Regions from separate parts of the Zea mays genome. Here region 1 is linked to region 2. The links are chromatin contacts, called in public Hi-C maps. All regions are on one chromosome and are shown on one strand. Each heading gives the region's core, a stretch centred on a gene start, on an enhancer-like site or on the middle of the called end of the contact. The rest is flanking DNA. Distances are from core to core; before and after follow the strand shown.

Evidence for each region. Hi-C and Micro-C count contacts between places; a contact is called where the count stands out from the background.
Region 1: a contact with region 2 is called in a Hi-C map of ear, with 3 times the contacts expected there. The contact joins the promoter of LOC103632959 here to the promoter of LOC103632967 in region 2. A contact is called at or near these places in 2 of 25 Hi-C or Micro-C datasets (ear and tassel).

The regions. Positions count from the first base shown.
Region 1 is chr7:143,738,738-143,741,760 of Zm-B73-REFERENCE-NAM-5.0, forward strand. It overlaps LOC103632959 (ADP-ribosylation factor GTPase-activating protein AGD3), which reads right to left and starts at 1,486. Exons shown (of 19, transcript XM_008654663.4): 1 at 1,016-1,486; 2 at 52-128. The coding sequence starts at 1,060.
Region 2 is chr7:143,396,978-143,399,724 of Zm-B73-REFERENCE-NAM-5.0, forward strand. It overlaps LOC103632967, which reads left to right and starts at 1,455. Exons shown (of 7, transcript XM_008654671.3): 1 at 1,455-1,762; 2 at 1,961-2,747. The coding sequence starts at 2,168.

The DNA.
Region 1 (3,023 bases), core at 236-2,735, 340 kb after region 2:
TCAGGTTTTGGTAACCCAAATATGCTACGTAAATGACACATTATCACTTACGTGTATTTTCGACAACCTTTGTGAAACTTTAAACATCTCTCTCGTAGCAATTCAGCACCTTCTTCAAGTGATTGCATCTATTAATGCAAGGAACAAGTTAAGCAGTATTCATGAACCAAGAAAGCAAGTTCTTTGGCCAAATGTATCGACCCAAAGAATACAAATTAAGAATGTAATATCCCCAAACGCGATACAAAGGTTAAGTTAGCCTCACCGAATCTATACTACGGTACACACTGAAATCGAACAAGCTATTAAGCATGAGTGAAATTGAAGAATGAAGATACCTACTTTGGTCAAATAACAAATAATTTTATGATTCCTGGGAGTCCTAGAATCTTTTGTCCAAATCATGACAAAAACTAAAGCATACATTCCGCAACCCACAAATGAATCAAACATTTCCGAAAATGTACACCAAACTATCCTAAGGCATATCGAATTTACACATTGACAGGCAAGCTATGCTACTGGTTTTGCATGCAAAAACAGTAAATTGTCAAAAAAAAAACAACTAAGATACTAGATCATAGAGAATTGGCAAAAGAAGAAACACAGCAAAGGGCCGGCCAAAGTTCGACAAGTGTTTGTATGTATCAGTATAGCCTAACAACACAAAGTGCGCCTATGAAAACATCACAGGCCACAAAACGGTTAAAAGAAAGCCTTAAACCCGTGGCTCCTAGTTCCTACACTGTTAGTTCAAAATTGATTCGAGACGAAGTTACCCCAAAAGGGATCAGGAGTCTCCACACTCATTCCCCATCAGCACAACCCAAAACCAAAGGCAGATCCATGCAACCACCCGCAGCCCAATCCGGGAGCCACCGGAGCCAAGCATTGCAGAAAAAACTGGAACATTTCTCTCTCCCGCCCGCCCCAGAGGCCGAGATCAACCTCCCAAGCGGTACCAGGATCCACACTCACAGACAGCATGCACCAAGATCCGGCTGGGCCCCCTCACCTGCTTCCTGAACATGGGCGAGTCATCGAGCCTGCTGAAAAACATGGCTGCCTCCGCCAGTCCCGCTGCCGCCGCCGCCACCACCACCACCACCTATTCACTCCACACGGCCACACTACCTCCTCAAAGACCGCGGCGGCATCTGGTAGACTCGCTCCGTGGAGACCGCACTCCGCAGCCACCACCTCCACCTCCTCTCCGGAGAACCGCTCCTCCCTCCACCTTCGGCCACCGCGCGCGACACTGGGAACGCGACCCACAGGCACAACCCTCCGACCGCGCTGGCACCAAAACCCTAGGCAGCGGCCGGGAATCGGCGAAATGGCGGCGACTCGCTTGGGGGCAGCGGAGAGGAATCGAATGGCTCGGCGACAGGGCAGGGGACACGCAGCGGGGGGAGACAGGGAGGAGTAAAGAGAAAAAAAAGTGTGAGATGGCAAGTAACGGTGCGCTTTATTTCTGATTGTTAAATGTCTAATTGCGACTTTACTAATAGTTTTCGTTTTATTACATCGCTCACTGATCGTGTGGGATTGGGAGTGGGGCGAGTGGCGTGGTAGGCCTGGTGTATCGTGGTTCCGAGAAGTGGGGCCTGGATGCAGCCAGTGCGGGGAGGTGCGAGGCGGCAGGTCACCTGCCGGTGAGCGGACCTAGGTTGATTGCTCGGTGCCCCCGTGCATGCACTTATCATTTTCTTATTTCAAAACTAGGTGAGTGCTCATGCGTTGCAACGGGGACTTATGTATTATATGTCTCCGTTGCAACGCACGGGCATATACCTAGTTCTATTTGAAGAGCCTATTACATTTACTTATTCCTTATGTATGATGAAGCTCCACCCTGATACTTGTTTTGGTGTCATAATTGAACTCACAATTGTTTAGGTTTTATGGTCACCTGATTATCTGTGGGTTATTTTTCATTGTACCAGGTTTATTCTTTGGAGAAAAGTGACAAATCTAAAACAGGGAATGATGGTTTTGTTCAAAAAAGGAACTTCATGAATGAAACTCACTGGATATTTATTGGCCTCCTTCCAGTTATGGTGAAATCAAACTTATGTTTGTTGCATAGTCTTAAGGAAAGTGAGTGCCTGTTTGATGCAGGTGGATACTTTTTGGACAAGGGAATAGAGAAGGTATAACTCTGTGTTCTCTGTTGTTAATGTATTAGTATGTAGGAACTTTCAAGTGTCCTTTTGTTGCTGGCATGGGACTATAGCTTTCTTAGAACCCATTCAGAAAACATGTACATGCTCATAAGAGGGGGGCCTGGGGGGTGTCCAAATATGATTGTAGCTATGTAAAATAGGATTCTATTGTATCGAAGGATACTTTGGCACAACATCCGTTTGAGTTGGTCTCCTGGTGCCATATGCCGCTTTTTGTGTTTAAACTATATATAGGTCTAAATGCCGAAGTACCGATATGTGTATCAGTATTGGAAGGATATGGATACACGGATACAGCAGTTTTTCAAAAAAAAAAGTGCGCAGATACATTTTGCTAGTTAAAAATAAAAAGAGAATAACACATATTAAAATTGACAAAACAATAACACATTGCAATCTACTTAAGTACTTAAGTTCTATTATTACAGAACAACATGTCTCATGTCTCAAATTCTCAAATATAGGAAAGTAACAAAAGGCATTCAGGCTCGCATCCAGTTCCTATTTCCTCATTTGCTTAATTCTCGTCCACAAGATCCATCATGCTGCAAATCACCCAAACCAAAAGACAGCTTGCAATTCAGGCTCATCAAGGGGGAGAGATCAAGGCAGAGGGGTTAGCCATTTTGAGAACGCCAATACCACCAAGTGAATCAAAAGAATTCCCTCCCACATCCCACTGTCTTGTATGTATCAGTTCATGACCGATGCATCAGTGGGGAGCAAAGAAATCAAGCAATAATAGAGTAGATCGAGAAGTGAGAACAGGGAAGGGAATGAACTCAGGAGTTGGAGGATCGCTGGATCGTCATCGCGGGGGTGAAGACTCGTCACTGG
Region 2 (2,747 bases), core at 205-2,704:
GTTATGTAATTACCATCCGCTTCACCCCCGATCAAAACCACCTGTGGTAAGGGGAAAAAAAAGGCAAGAAGCGCTGTGTTGTCGTATTGGCACTCTACATTTAAAGCCCCGGGTTTGGCTCTACGTTCGTTTCTCCCTGACTCGTTGGCTGACAGCGAAGTTTTGTCAGTTGTGTTCTCTCTCCTTTTGGATGATCTCCATGACTTGTACAGAGAGGCACAGTATGCATGCTGCACTAACGAAGCGTACGGAGGCACCCAGAGCAATAGGCAGTTGACACTTGACAGGCAGCTGTCAAGCATATAACCTGCGAGTCCGTGGGCCCGCAGAGAAGAAGTGCAGAACGCCCACATTCGACACCCACCGAGCTTTTGTAAAAGTTTGTAGAACGACCCTGGGTGCGGTTCTACCAAAAGCCGTTGTCCGTCGTATCGACTAGGGTGCGACGCTGACTCTGGGCTGGCAAACTCACGAGATTCTAGTGCTGGTGGTTTCGAATAAACCATGTCATGATCGAGAGTCATGGATCACCACGTTCACCTGTACAGAAGAGGACGGCTGGACGGGCATGCGACTAACCCTAAACCCTGCTATGAAGCAAGCCCGACCGCTTCCTGACAGGGGAGGCTTGGCGTGACCCGTACGCAAGACTCCACAGACCCCCCCCCCCCCCCCCCGGTCCCACCCAGCGCAGCTTTCAAGGCACGCAACTCGACGGTCTGGCCACCACGTACGTGCTTGGTCGGTGCCCACGCGCCGGCGCCGAAGAACATTTTCCTTTTTCCTATACGGCTTTTCTTTTTTGTTCTTCGTTATAAAAAGAAAGCGCACGCCGGATGCGGAATGGCGGCCGGCAAAACCCCTCGCTTTTTCAAGGGCTTTTCAACTCTGAGATCTTCCATGTGCCGTCGTATGCGTCTGCGTCTCTGTGTCTCCCGCTGCCACAGAGGTTGTATATACAACAAAGCGTATCCGTGGTATTTTGAACGAACAACCAGAGGAGTGGCTAATTACTCTTCTTACTACACGGCGTGATTTAATTTACTTGAGACGGTCTTATATAGCGACGACATTGACAATGGCACTAACGAGAAGAGGCGGCACATCTCTCATCTCTACTGTATAAACTACCAAAAAACTAAAATTAAGCACGGGTAAAGATTTAAACTATATTTGTTGGCTCTAAACTCACGTTCACACAAAAATATCCGATAAATATTTAAGCATAAATAAAAAATCGTAGCAAGTACCAACACTTTACTAGTGGTCTTTTATATATACCGGGTAACTTTTTAGCGGTGAATGGTTCAAAATTTTGTTACTTCATTCGTCGTAACTCCACCACTGGAGTAGTCAGCCAGATGCATTCTTAGGCACCAAGAATTACTTATCGAGATGGAAGGGACAGAAAGCAAATACCAAATGATAAAAGTTTATTCAACAGATGAATAAACACACACAAACAAAACAAGCGGCCAAGAAAGTTTTAGACGACCCCCCCCCCCCCCAAAGTATGTGAGACATTCAGACATGCCCTTTCCTTTCGTCTGTTTTCCTACGGTCGTCCATTTTGTTCTCCCGTTCCGCATAGCGTACGCTCGCTCCCTCTCTATCTCTCTCTCTCGGTTCTCCCGTTCCCCCGCGCGGCGATCTCTCTCGTGGCGACCAGCGGGCGACCGCCGCACGCCCAGGTCGTCATTGGCTCCTCAGCCAGGTGCTGTTCGGGCCCCTAAACTGGGCGCCGGCGACGAGCACGCGCCAGGTACGCCTACCAGCCCCCCTCTTCGTCCCCTACCTTATGCTATCTGTATTCGGATCTGATCTAATTACAAGCGTAGCATACATGCAGTATTATGCCTACGAACTTTGTTTTTTTTTGGGTGGGGGGCAATATATACATGTATGTTCTTTATCTACTGGATCAGCCCCTGGCTGTGACAGCATTTGATTGTACCTGCAGGACTGTAATCTGATCTCGTGGTGGTATGGTTCGTCCTAGGATTCTCGTGGCTTGTTCATGCTCCGAGACTCCGAGTTGTGCTTTACCTCGAATTGCTGCAGTATCCGTAGGGGGCATGATTGATGGTGGAACATCCTCACCAGTGTCAGAAATGTCAATGTAGCTCTAACGTTCATTTCTCAGTTTGCTGAAGTAAACGATTTCGGGATGGGTTTGCCTCAAATTCCTGTGGTTAAGGAGGAAGAGCCTACTGAAGTGAGTACACCTGCCGGTTCTAGTTTCAGTGTCGATGGCCCCTGCGATTCGGGTAAACTTCTCGAGGGAAGCTCAAGTGGAAGTTGGTTTCAGAACCCATCCATCAGCGACTTCAAGAGAAAATTTGCACCAGGTGCTGCTTCGAATGGATTAAATAGTCAGTTCAGAACTAGACATGCCGTTGATGATCCTGCGGGCTACCAAAGCCTGAATCCTAAACCAAGAGATCCAAATTATAGATCATGCACTAAAATCAAATCTACTCTACATATACCTGCAATGAGGGTTGTTGGGTTTGATTCAGGAACTGATGGTTCTACCGGGGGCCCTGATATAATGGTATCTCACAAAATGCATTCATCTTTAGTCATTGGTAATTGTGATTCATCAGTTGTACATCACGAAGTTCAGGCAAGGAAAAGGGTGTTGTCACCATTAACTAATGCGCTTCCTGCTGGACAGTTCTATGGGAATGCGCTGAATATTGGTTCCGGCGATGAAAAAGTTCAGAACCCTCGTTGTGTTAGACAGC